Linked DNA regions of Mus musculus: region 2 is linked to region 1. The links are chromatin contacts, called in public HiChIP or PLAC-seq maps. All regions are on one chromosome and are shown on one strand. Each heading gives the region's core, a stretch centred on a gene start, on an enhancer-like site or on the middle of the called end of the contact. The rest is flanking DNA. Distances are from core to core; before and after follow the strand shown. Region 1 holds the start of Fosb (FBJ osteosarcoma oncogene B). Region 2 holds the start of Mark4 (MAP/microtubule affinity regulating kinase 4).

Region 1 (6,203 bases), core at 2,800-5,299:
GTGGGGGGTTGCACTGAGGTAGAAGAGAGAAAGAAGTGGGCTTGGTGGGCGCCACCAGCTCAAGTTCGGCAGAACTGTAGATAGCTGGAGTAGCAGGTAAGGAATTGACTTAGCACAAAATAGTTTCCAGCCAGAGCCAGTCAGGATGATGGCATCTCAGCCAAGGGCTGAAACTTGAGGCTATCAAGTTGGGGGAGGAGGGCTGAACTACACAGGTAGATCCCCAGCTCAGGAAAAAAAAATGGAGGCAGGAAGGCAAAATGGATTATTATTTAGTGAAGGAAAGAAGGTGAGAGAATTACCTCCTCTAGCTTGTCTCCTTAGGCTGAGAGAAAGCCAGGAGGGTGACATGTGGGGACATATTCAGGGAAAGTGGGGAACAGTCGAAAGTAAGTGGGCATGGGTCTGAGCATGCATATGGAGCCACTCCATCAGCCTATACTGACCCCTGTTCCCTAAGAGGGGGTTTCCTCGTTTAGGACACAGGCACAGTGAGAAACGGGGGAAGAACAAGGCAGAGTGCTCCCAGCACGGCCTCAAGACACCCCCAGACTCCTCCTTACCGCCTGAAGTCGATCTGTCAGCTCCCTCCGACGGTTCCTGCACTTAGCTGCAGCCAGCTTGTTCCGCTCTCTGCGAACCCTTCGCTTTTCTTCTTCTTCTGGGGTAAGCTGAGTCAGAGATAAGGACCATGAGATCTGGGGGTACCTCTATCAGCCCTAAGAAAACTCCTTCCTCCTGAACCCCAAATAATAACCCCTACTCCTCACTGGCCAGAATGGTAAAGTTCCTTCAGACTTGAGGCCTCAGAGGAACCTCCAACTATTAAGTGACAAAATTACTGTCACTTTCTCTTACTTCCCTCACCCACCTCCCCCCAAGGCCAACTTTTGAAAATAATGATCTCTTGCAGTGCAGGCTGGACTCCATAAGTAGCACAGGCTGGCCTCGAACTCCTGCTCCTCCTGCCTCCACCTTCTGAGAGCTGGGGTTACAGGTCTGCATAACCACTCCTGGCTTATGCTGTGCTAGGGATCTTCATGCATGGCAGCAAGCACTGTACAAACTGAGCCCACATCCCTAGCTAGGCTCCTCCATCCCAACTCCTGAGGCCTCATACTTACTGTCTCTTCTCGGGGTCTTCTAGGCCTGGCTCTGGCTGGACGGGCAGACACAGGTCCACTGGTGGTTGTGCTGGTTGAAGGCCCACCACTTCCGCTTGCCCCGCCAGTGCTGTAGGCACTCAGGCCTGGGGTTGAGTAGCTGGTTCCTGGCATGTCATAAGGGTCAACAGCTGGAGGCTGGGAGGCCAGTGGCTGCCCCTGGGACTGGGCCATGGAAGAGATGAGGGTGGGTTGCACGAGCCACTGAAGATCCTGGCTGGTTGTGATTGCGGTGACCGTTGGCACGAAGGAGCCGGGCATTTCCCCGAGACCGGCGCACTCCTACGGGGTGAGACATACACACACAGGCGTAGACACACAAACAAAGCCACCGACACACACACGCCCAACACACATAACACACACCGACCCCTGTGAGTGAGCACAGGGTGAGCGGGTGTGGATGTGTGTGTCACAGGCAAAAAGCCACAACACCCACCCTTCCACTACACCGTGACGCAGTGGTTAATGAGAGATTCTGTTCAACTGCCTTCTACCTCCTCCTTCTTCCTCGGGGAAAGGTTGCACGGTTCCAGCGGGTGGTGAATCACACCCCGGGTTGGTGACTCTTAGGTGTGGGGGGGTGGGTGGGAGAGGAGGCTGGACAGAACCTGGTGACAAACCTCCCGGGATGGAGCCACAGACATTCACACACACATACAGCCAAAACACCCCACCCCCACCACAGAGGGAGGGAGAGGGAGAGGCCTTAGCCCAAGCCTTCCTCTCCTCCACTCACACACAAACACACCCCCCACTGCATGAGGGCTCCCGCAGGGGCGGAGATCCCAGTTCCAACGGTGTTGGGGGACCGGCCTAAGAGTTGAGAGCATCCCTTCCGAGTGTCTGTCTCTTCCCCAGTGAGACTGACAGGTTTCAGTGAACTGATAGGCAGAGAAAAGTGACAGCGAGAATCTCTCAGACTGTCTTGCAGGGGATGGGGTGACATAGGATCTGCGTCCCCGAACCCAAGAAGCGTCCATCACGCCCCCCCCCCCCCTTCCCGCAAGTGGAATCCTAGAGGCTTAACTACTCTAGGGGGCGTGGCGAGGGAAGGGCTGAATCCCTGGCCAATCAGAGCCCTGGGAACTAAGGGAAGGCAGACCTTTTAGAGACCACCTGGCTGCCTCTCCGTAGGCTAGCTCATCTAGTGTTTGAACACCTCGGAAGGACTGAGTGTCTAGAGCTCAGGGAGCACGTATATGTGTGCCTGGAGAAGGGATGAGGCCTTCAGTTCCCCCTTAGAGGCGCTAACACTCAGCCAAAAGCCTCTAGCTTATGACAACAGGACCAGGTCCACACAAGGTCCTCGCAGACCCATGGGGTGACAACGAGTCCCCCGATCGCGACAAGAATCCCCTAGCTCTCCCTCTTGGAGACCCCCAGCACGGGAAGAACCACAAAAAGCAAGGAAGGGAGCTACGCTCTACAAATAGGAAGGGAACGCTGATTGGCTAAAGCTCGCGCCGCGACAGCCAATCACAAAGCCACGCTGCCCCCTCCCTTAGCAACGTGGCCTCGGCGTTCCAAAATAGAACGTGCCCGGGACGTCAGGGGCGGGGCGGGCGGAGGGGGCGCTGCGCGCTGTGCGTGCCCCGCGTCAGACGGAGGATTCCAGCGCGTCAGCCTTTACGCACGGGTCCCCCGTTACGTCTCCGCGCAGGAGGCGGAGGCAGCGTGACCGGGGTTCGAGGCCCTAACTCTTGCTGGGTGGAGGGTGACTGCGGACTTGCAGTCCGCGTTTTGAAGGAAGAGGGAAGAGGAGGAGGCTCCTGGAAGCTTCTCTGGAATTTTTTGTTTCTTTTTCTTCCCCTACTTGCCTAGCTTCGGCTTAGGGAGCCGGCTTTCGGCTAAAAGTTCTCAGCTTCTGCTAACCACCGGGTATATACTTTGCACCGGGCATCGCCAACGTTTGCCCAGCTGCATTCCTTTCCCGCGCTCCGCGCAAATAACCTTTTGCAAACATCACTCCATTCTTTGCAGTTTGCAAACAACAAAAAACCAAAGTGCAAACCGAACTATTGCAATCCCAGATCCTGGGTTTTGGCGCGTCTCTATTTGAGAGGATGCTCAATCTACACTTTAGCCTGAAAGAAACACCCCCCCCCCCAACCACTAAAGTAGAATCTTTACGATCTAAAACTTACCTGGGAGGCGGCGGCGGTGGGTGGACTGCCGAAGGAGTCCACCGAAGACAGGTACTGAGACTCGGCGGAGGGTGATGAGCTACACCGGGAGCCGGAGTCGTAGTCTCCGGGAAAAGCTTGAAACATTTCCCTGGGCACAGGGGGGCCCCTGTGACCACGCTGAGGTCGCCGGGAAGCCAAGGCTATGGCCGAGTGGAATGAGATGCGAGTCCGGAGTAGACCGGACACGTCTCCAAAGTGCGCTGCTCGGGGAAGCTTAGTCTCCGGTTCGGAGAACTGCCCAAGTTTCGATGCAAGTTCCCTCTGCAAGATCCCAGATCCCCTTCAGACCGCCGCTGTACCTCCTGAAAGTCCAGGCTCTGTCGGTTTCACGGGGGGCGACGCGGGGATCGCTCCCCGCCCAGAAACCCGCCGGGCAGTGCCGCGGTGCAGCGTGCGCTTCAGATGCAGTTCCAATCCTGTCGAAGCGTCCCAAGAAATGAGGGAGAGCAGAGGGGCGCGATCCAGAAGCCCACAGAAAGAAAGTCTATCCTCCGGACGAATCGGAAGAACGATCTAGAAAGAGTCTTGCAAAAAGGAAACCCACAAAACTTTCTCTCCAGTTTAAAAATATATATAAATATATATATATAAATTTTTCACGGCCTCCAAGAAGAAGAAAAAGAAAGAGTCACCAGTAGTCAAGTCCAGCAAGCCCCGGCTCCGCGTGTCCCCGGCGTAGCCGCTCCAGTCTTATGAATGAAACCGGGAGCTGCCGGGCTGAATTTATGCCTCCGGGACCCGCCCCCGCGCTTGCGTCACCCGCAACTCCATGCACAAACCTCCCAAACTCTCCCTTCCCGCCGACTGAGCTCCTTGTGGCGCCCTCCAGGGCCTCGTGCACCTGCCACCTGCCCATAGTGTGACCCTGGGGGTCTCGGGGGTCCCCAAGGCTGCGTTCTGAGGGGCTTCGCGGGAGGGGATCCCGCCCCGCCCTCCCCGGAGTTCCTGTGACGCAATTAGCCATATAAGGAGCTCGGCCAGCGCGGCCCAGTGTTTGTTTGGTATCCTAGCAATTACGTCAGAGGGAATCCCTCGCTCCTGCGCGCGCCCGCTGTTGCGCTGTGCGGAACCCGCCCGCGCCTGCGCAGTTCCACGCTGTCCCGGAGGCTGAGATTGACAGGCGCCTAAACTCCCTCAGAAGGCCCCTGCTGACCCGGGTTGGAGAAGGTGCAACTCCAGATCCCAGGTCTGCTTATACCCCTGGGACCCCACCCTCCCCAAACCGGTGCAGCGCCCCTGCTGGTGAAAAAGAGCAAGGTCCCCAGTGCAGATTCTGGCGAGAGGGGTATAATCAGTCTAGGTGGGGAAACTGAGGCTCAGGAGGAATTGGAGAGTCTGTGATATCTCCAGGTGTAGGGATGGGTAAGGATGCAGTCCCCTCCCCACTAGCTTTGTCACGGATTCTGTGTGACTCGGTGAGCTTGGAAAATGTGCTCCCTCCCTGATCTAAAACTTCAGTACTCATAGCTAAGCAAAGGATAGGTGGCTTTTCCGGGTCCCTGAATCTGGGGGACCTGCAGAATTGGAGCAGGTAGGAACCCACACCCGGTGAGTTCTTCAGGCTTGATGGTGTTGGAAGCCTCTCCTTCCCACTTAGCTCAGGAGACAGAAAAGAAAGTGTGTATACAATAATAATTGAACAATAATAATTGGTGGTGTCTGGTGGTGGTGGCAGCTGCGGCAGCAGCACACATCTTTAATCCCAGCAGAAGCAGGGAGATCTCTGTGAGTTCGAAACCAGCTTGTTCTACAGAGTGAGTTCCAGGACAGCCAGGGCTACACAGAGAAACCCTGTCTCGAAAAATAAATAAATAAAATACTAGTGCATTAATATAATCGGTGGCATGTGTTTAGCAATCAGCAGGTATCAGCCCCAGCAAGATGGTTCACAGGTAAAGGAGCTTGCTACACATACCTGACAACCTGAGTCCCATCCCTGGGACTCACGGTGGAAGAAGAAAAATGACTCCTAAAAATTGTTCTCTGATCTCCACATGCATGCAAAGACAGAAAACAACCAGTACTCATATGTAGTAATAATAATAATAATAATAATAATATCAATATTAATGATTTAAACAAAAGGGGATGTGAGGGCGGGAATGTAGCTTAAAGTGGAATGAATGTCTAGCATGTGTGAAGTCCTGGGTTCTATCCACATCCAGAAGGAAAGAATATATATACACGTATTGTGAACATCCCCTCCCCCTATTGTGAACATCCCCTCCTCTTTCTACCCTTTGCCCTCCTCCTTTCTCTGTCTGTTTTTGAGATGGGGTCTCATTATGTACCACCTTTGGCCTGGAATTCATTCTGTAGGCCAGGATGACCTCTACCTCTTGAGTGTTGGAGTTAAAGGCACCTTCCACCATGCCAGGCATATCTGATCTTATGTCCTGCTTGTTTGTTTGTTTGTTTGTTTTTAAAACAAAGACTAGAATTTACTATGTACCCAAGGATGACAATGAACATCTTGCTCTCACCTCTATATTGTCGCCAGGCCTGGTTTATTACTGGGGATGTAATCCAGGGGCCTCCTGCATGCTAGGGGAGCCCTCTGCCAACGGCTGCTGCATCGCTGGCCAGGGTCCTGATTCTTAAGTACCCACTAAGAAGGATGCCACCAGCAACTGCAAAAAGCCTGGGAGACCCCAGGCCAAGCCTAGGGAAAGAAAACTTTTCCAGGGGAGATGCCACACACACATGTCCATTCACCCTAGACAGGGAGCCAGCTCAGAAGAGACCAAAGTCCAATTTGCTGAACCGATGAATTTTCTATTAGAGTTACTTACAGGAGTGTGCATGGGTGAGGGGTGACTTACGGGAGAAGTCACTCAAAGACAGCTGCGTC
Region 2 (6,685 bases), core at 2,384-4,883, 150 kb after region 1:
TCACCTACACTCAGCTCCCAACAGAGCCCAGTGAGGAAGGTCCTGAACCCCTGCAGACGAGGGAGAAAGAAAGGCTGAGATAGATAGGTGCCAGCCGCATGCACCCAGCTTCCTCACAAGGACATGGCCACCAGGCATGGCATCCCAGCTACTTGGGAAGCAGAGACAACCTTAAATTCAAGGTCTGTCTGAACAATGGAGTGGGTTCAAGGACAGCCTGAGCAACTCAGGGAGATGCTGCCTCAGAGACAAGTAAAAGAACTGATGACTTGTTAATTAGGGGCTGGGGCGTGGCTCAGTGGTAGAGCCCCTGCCTAGAATCCCCAGTGAGGGGCTGGGGGCGTGGCTCAGTGGTAGAGCCCCTGCCTAGAATCCCCAGTGAGGGGCTGGGGGCGTGGCTCAGTGGTAGAGCCCCTGCCTAGAATCCCCCAGTGAGGGGCTGGGGGTGTGGCTCAGTGGTAGAGCCCCTGCCTAGAATCTCCCAGTGAGGGTCTGGGGGCATGGCTCAGTGGTAGAGCCCCTGCCTAGCATGTGGGAAACCTTGGCTTTAACTCTCAGTACTGTGCTGTGGATACTGTGGGCAGATCCCCGGCCTATGGTATGGCCCCTTGCCCAGCCAATAAAAAGAATAAGATTACCCAAGACTGGTACTCTACCCCTCACCTGTCCCCGGCTTATGACACTTGTTCCCCAGCTCCTGTGGGTCCAGCCACAGTGACCATTCTCAAGCCCAGACTTGGAAGGTTTCCCCAAGGCTCAAGCAGGGAAAGCCCTTCAGGCTCCTGAGTGTTGATCCTCCCAGATGCCACCACCGCAGCTCATGGCTCAGGGCCCGGGGAGCAGCAGGCGGGTGGTAGAGATGGGAAGATAAGGTCTCTGATCCCTGCTGAGTTAGGAGCCTGGAGAAGAACCCCTGTTGGGTGTTGCCAGGGGGCTCCCTCAGATGCAGGAAGGCACTCCACTGAAGGCTGCATGGCTGAGGGACCCCTGCAAGGGTGTAGCTGGGGCAGGGGATGACACAACCCCCAGGGGTCAGGGGCAGAAGCTAAAATTGGCCTGCACTACCAGCTGGCCCGGATCCGGATCCCTCCAGACGGACAGACGACTGGTGCCTGAACACCACACCGTGCCTGTTGCTAGGGAACACAAGGAAGCTGGCCCTGGTCTCCGCAGCTCTAGAAGTTGGTGTAGAAGAATGTGACCCTATGTGGGTATCACCCAGTAAGCAGGTAGCAGGGAGGGGTCTGCAAACTCAGACTACAGAAAGAGACTGACGTCACCCCAGACAAGACAAAAGTTATCTTCATAGGCTGGAGTCAGGGGACAGAACTACCCATCTCAGTACCCCCACCACACCCCAACAATCTTAGGAACGCAGGGAAGAGGCTCAGAGAGGCGAGGTCACTGGCCTGAGGTCACACAGTAGTGTGATGTGAATCTGAGTTTATTTGAATAATGAAGGTAGTGATAATCACAACATGTGACCTGAAGAAGTCCCTGTCAGGGAGGTGTCCCCATCAACCCACTTACAAGGAAACTGAGGCTGGAGCAGACTCTGGGAGCTTGCCTGACAACTAATGACAGCTGTAGTTGGGAACACACCGCCTTCTGACTCAGACCCACAGTCATGCCAGCAACCGAAAGCCATGAGCGCCGCCTATGTACCATCCATCCTTCACCCACATGTCTCCGGTAATTCTTTGCGGGACTCAAGTTGTTACCCCCCACCCCTCCAACACACACATACTTTCCAAGGCCGGAATCAGGCTCAGAGAAGGGGAGCCAATAGCCTGAAGACACAATGCAATCTGGCACATGGAGGCAGCATTCGAACCCAAGACTCTGGAACCATGTACCTCTCTGGCCTGGTTGAAACCTCCAACTTGAAACCTAAGCCAACAGGGGAGAGGGGCAGAGGGGGCGTTATCTGATATCTACCATATGCATTAGAAACACAGATAAAGGCCTAAGGCTGTACTCGAGAGACAGAGGTAGGTGGATCTTGATGAGTTCAAGGCTAGCCTGGTCTACCTAGAGGAACTCTTGTCCAAAAACAGAAAGTGTGTGGCCGGGCTCTGCGCTGAAGGTGGTGAGAGGGTGGCGGGTGGAGGAGCCGGCATAAGGGAAAAGGAATCGGTAAGCTGACTTTTAGACACCTGGAAAGCTGTCAGAATTACAGGAAATGCAGGGGAGGGGAGCAGGGTCCTTCGGCTGTGAGGGGAGGAAGACCCTGGCATGGGAACCAGAGGATCTGGGCTCAGTAAACTCCCAGATGTCAGGGCTAAAGGCCCAGGCAGGGCAGAGTAAAGGGAGAGGGGAAGGCTTAGGGCCTGTGGAGGGCAGAAAGCTGAGGAGGGGGGGTTTCTTCCAGAAAGCCCAACATCCAGCAAGGAAAGGGGGCTCGAGTTAGCAGGGGGTGTGAGGAGGGGGTGAGGAGGTGAGACTGGGGAGAGCCTCAGGAGGCGACCAGAGTCAGCCTAGTCTGGGGCCTGGAACCCTAGTCTTGGATGGGAGGAAGCCCGCAGGGTTGGAAGCCAAGGCTTCCCTTAGAAAGACTGGACGGGTCCCACCAAGGGGACCCCAGAGGCGACTAGGATCCAAGGACAGGGCAACCTGGCACAGCAGGGTCAGGCCAGGGAGTGGAGACACCTTGAAGGAAGCGGGCAGGGCCCTGCGCCCAGGTGCCGTTTGGCTTCCTGGGGGAGGCAGCTAGCAGGAGCCCAGGCGGAGCTGGGGACTGGCCAGGGGTAGCAGGGGAAACCAGCACCCCAACTCGGCAAGAAGCAGGGAGGACAACAGGGCCAGACTGGGTCGAGCCTTGAGGGGGGAGGGGGGAGACAGGGCTGCGCTTCGGGGAACAGGGGCCCGTGCCATCCGGGAAGAGTCGAGGCCAAGCTGCGGGCGAGCGGGCGAGCGGGGGACAGCCGGGGCAGCCGAGGAAGGGAGGGGCTGCCGGCGGGCAGGGGAGGGGGCTTCCTGGAGGGAAGAGACCGGGCGGAAGCGTTCTGCAGAGGGACCGGAGAAGAGTCCAAAGACAGGGGCGCCCCTAGGGGTCGGGCTGGGCTGGGGCTGTGGGGAGGAGGGAGCAGAGAGGCCTCAAAGTCATGGGAAGCGTTGGTCTGGGCTGTGGAGCCCGGAAAGGAGTCGAGACTGGCGGGGTCAGTGGTCCGGGAGGGCGAGGGGTTCTATGGCTGGACTCAGGCAGGGCTCCCCAAGGGGCTGGGCCCCACTCACCGTGTCCGAGTTTCGATCGTTGCCCGGGGCCAGCGCCGTCCTCGAAGACATCTTCTCTGGGGTCCCAGAAGGGAAAGGGACAGGGGCGGCCGGGCGGGGGGGGTGGGGATCCCGGGGTCCCCTCTCTTCCCCTCCCCCCCCCCAGCCGACCTGGGGACGCGAGCTCAAAAGCTGGGCGCCGTGGACGCCCGAGTCCTCGCAGAGCGAGAGCAAGAGAGGGCAGGACGGGGGAGGGGAGAAGACACCGAGGGTCCTAGTGGCCCCGTGCAAGGGGAACCCGGGGCGCCATCTGGGCGGCGGGCAGGCGGGAGGGTGCACGGGCGGGGGCCGGGGAGGGGGCGCGGAGCCGGCCCGGGGCGGCGGCGGAGGGAGGCGACCAAGGGGCCGGGGAGGAAGGGACGTCAGGGGGAGGGGCGGGAGGGGCGGGGTCCGTTTAAACTCCGCCCCCTGCCGCCGGCCCTTAAAGGTACAGGCCTGGGCTGGCTCCGGGGTTCTGGAGGCGGAGGCAGGTCTGGGCGTGCGGGTCTCCAGCAAGTTCTCACAGGAGACTCGGAGTCACGGGCAGAGAGTTGCTGAGGAGAGAGCAGAGGGAGATGTTGAGAGATGGGAAAGGGGACACACAGACACGAGGTAGGAAGAAGCAGAGTCACAAAGAGGGACAGAGAAGCCAAGGACAGAGACAAAGGGACGGACAGAAAGGGGACAGAGACAGGGAGACACAGAGGCACTCAGACACACAGAGACTGAGAGACAGAGACACAGATACAAAGACAGAGAGGAGAGAGGAGAGAGAATCATATGCCAAGGCGGAGGGAGGGAACGAAAGAGACAAAGAGAAACTCCAGGACTGGAAGACTGCCGAGGACAGGAATAAAGGAGAAGCAGCAAGAAAGGAGAGAGAGAGAGAGAGAGAGAGAGAGAGAGAGAGAGAGAGAGAGAGAGAGAGAGAGAGAGAGAGAGAGAGAGAGAGACAGAGAGAGACAGAGAGAGAGAACTGTGTACCTGTCATTCGGACCCTCAGGAGGTTGAGATAATGGATTGCTGTGAGTTCAAGACCATACACAACAAGACCCTGTCTCAGAAAACAAAAGCCAAAATTGAAGCCAGTCCCTGGGTTCAAGGACATCCTGAACTTCAGCCCCTGGTGGGGTAAGGGTAGATAACCCGCAGCCCCGGCTGGTCTCACTTTCTCAGTCTGTACAATGAAGGAGAGAGAGCCTCAGTTGCCTCTCTGGCTAGCTGGAAGCCCAGACAGGTGTTGACTTGCAGGGGCAAACAGACTGGAGGGGGAGGGGAGAGGGCTGTGCTGAGAACACACAGTGCCTTGTGTGTGTGTGTGTGTGTAGGGAGTGCATCACCCTGGTCCAGAGCCCATTGTCTTGCTGTCTTAGAAATTCTCCCTGAGCCTCAGTTTCCCTTTGTGAAAATTAGACGTTGCAGGCATAGTGGTCCTGGAAGGACTGAAGTTCTAGATCATCCTTAAGTACATAGTGAGTCCAAGACTAGCCTGGTCTACATGAGACCCTGCCAGACAGAATGAAAGCCAAAAGAGACAGAGGTTAACAGACATGTGCTAGCTAGCTCAAGCAAGCTGATCATAGGACTAGCTATTAAGCACGAACATTTTTAAAAGTTAAATTATGCAAACATGTAATTAAGCAAATTGTATTAAAAATTGGCAGGGGGAGGGGGTGGGTGCTGGAGAAATGGCTCAGCAGTTAGGAACACTGGCTACTCTTCCAGAGGACCTGGGTTCAGTTCCCAGCCCTCCCCACCCCCCACACACACATACATGGTGGCTCACAACCATCTGTAACTGCAGGTCTATGGGACCTGACACCCTCTTCTGGCTTCCCCAGTGACTATGTGCATGTACACACACACACACACACACACACACACACACACACACACGAGGCAGAACACCCAAAAACATAAGTAAACATAAAAGCTATAAAAGTAAAGAAAAGGCCCAAAGTGAGAGTAAGTGTGGCAGAGCTCAGATTATTTATTATACTTGAACAATTTATTAATTTTGGGGAGCAGGGCATGTGTGTGATGGTGAGGGAACAGGTTTTGGAAGTCAACTGTCTCCTCTCTCTGTGGGTCCCCAGGATCAAACTTGGGTCACCAGCCTCAAAGGCAAGAGCCTTCACCCCACCTCCGCAGCCAACCCTATGCATTAATTGATTTGAGACTGGTTATCATGTAACCCAGGCCTCCTGGAAGCTCTCCTATTGAGGTTGGCCTTGATCCTCCTGCCTCCACCTCAGGGAGGGCTGAGACTGCAGGTGTGAGCACCACACCCAGTTGTCTCTGGTTCTGGGAATTGTTTGTTTTTCTTTTGTTTTAACTGGAGAACACAGACTCCTCTACCACAGATTATGCAGTCACTTCCACAGTGGGGAAACTGAGGGCTCAACAATCCAGAGAACCCTGGCCCTGAGAAATCCACCTTTTTGATCACTCTAACTCCCCTGCCAAGTAAGTGTTTTTTGAGACAGGGTGTCATTCTGTAACCCAGACTGACCTTGGACTTCAGGCCAACCTCTTGTCTCAGCTCCCCAAATACTGAACTTGTTTATGTGAGATCCTTGGTGTGGTCTCACCTCCAACTTTCAATCCGCCTGTCTCAGACTCACAAGTGCTAAGGAATTTGAAACCCCCCCTCTCCTCTCCTCTCTCTCTCTCTTTCCTTTTTTTTTTTTTTTTTTTTTTTTTTGGAGACAGAGTTTCTCTGTGTAGCCATGGCTGTCCTGGAACTCAGTCTGTAGACCAGACTGGCCTCGAACTCAGAAATCTGCCTGCCTCTGCCTCCCGAGTGCTGGGATTAAAGGCATGCGCCACCACGCCCGGCGAACCCTCATCTCTTAACTGCAGTGATTTCTTTTTTCTCAGTAATAGTACAGTCAAGGTGTAACTTTAAACCACAGTGCATGTGTAGATAAAATGCTTCAAACCAGGCTGATAACATGTCTGGCATCCCAGCATTTGGGAGGCAGAGGTAAGCAGACCTCTAAGTTTGAGGCCAGCCTGGTCAACAGTTTTATTAGAGTAGCCTTGGCTGTATAGTGAGACCCTGCTTAAAAAAATAAACAAATTAACGTGGGATCTAGAAAATATTAAGGGAAGAGCTCTGAGTGTGTTTCTAGGAGCTTTGTAGGGTAAGAAAGGGTCCCTGAAGTGGAATGGTCCCGCTCTGACAGCTGCAGTACTCACATACACCACCAGGGGGCAGATGGTTGCCTTTCTACTTACTCAGGGTCTTTCTGTTCCCCTTTCCAATGAAACTTCATTTCCAAGGGGTGGAGACTGAGGCTTACAAAGTGTATGGAGCTTGAAAATGTTACATTTCGTAAAAGGAACCAGAAACAAAAGGTCACACCGAGCAATATAGTTCCTACGAAATGTTCAAAAGCGGGAGACTTAGTGGAGAAACCAAGAACCCTGG

Evidence for each region. HiChIP or PLAC-seq counts read pairs in DNA pulled down with a chosen protein or histone mark.
Region 2: an HNF4G HiChIP or PLAC-seq map of pancreatic cancer cells shows a contact between it and region 1. The contact joins the promoter of Mark4 here to the promoter of Fosb in region 1. A contact is called at or near these places in 1 of 39 promoter capture datasets (cranial neural crest), 1 of 484 Hi-C or Micro-C datasets (bone marrow-derived macrophages), 2 of 115 datasets of contacts at active chromatin or transcription factors (embryonic stem cells and pancreatic cancer cells) and 1 of 9 other capture datasets (liver).

Annotation. Positions count from the first base shown.
Region 1 is chr7:19,305,996-19,312,198 of GRCm38.p6, forward strand. Fosb (FBJ osteosarcoma oncogene B) reads right to left here and starts at 4,050. Exons shown (of 4, transcript NM_008036.2): 1 at 3,311-4,050; 2 at 1,125-1,445; 3 at 564-671. The coding sequence starts at 3,436.
Region 2 is chr7:19,455,210-19,461,894 of GRCm38.p6, forward strand. It overlaps Mark4 (MAP/microtubule affinity regulating kinase 4), which reads right to left and starts at 3,634. Exons shown (of 17, transcript NM_172279.2): 1 at 3,235-3,634. The coding sequence starts at 3,285. It also overlaps the pseudogene Gm23099.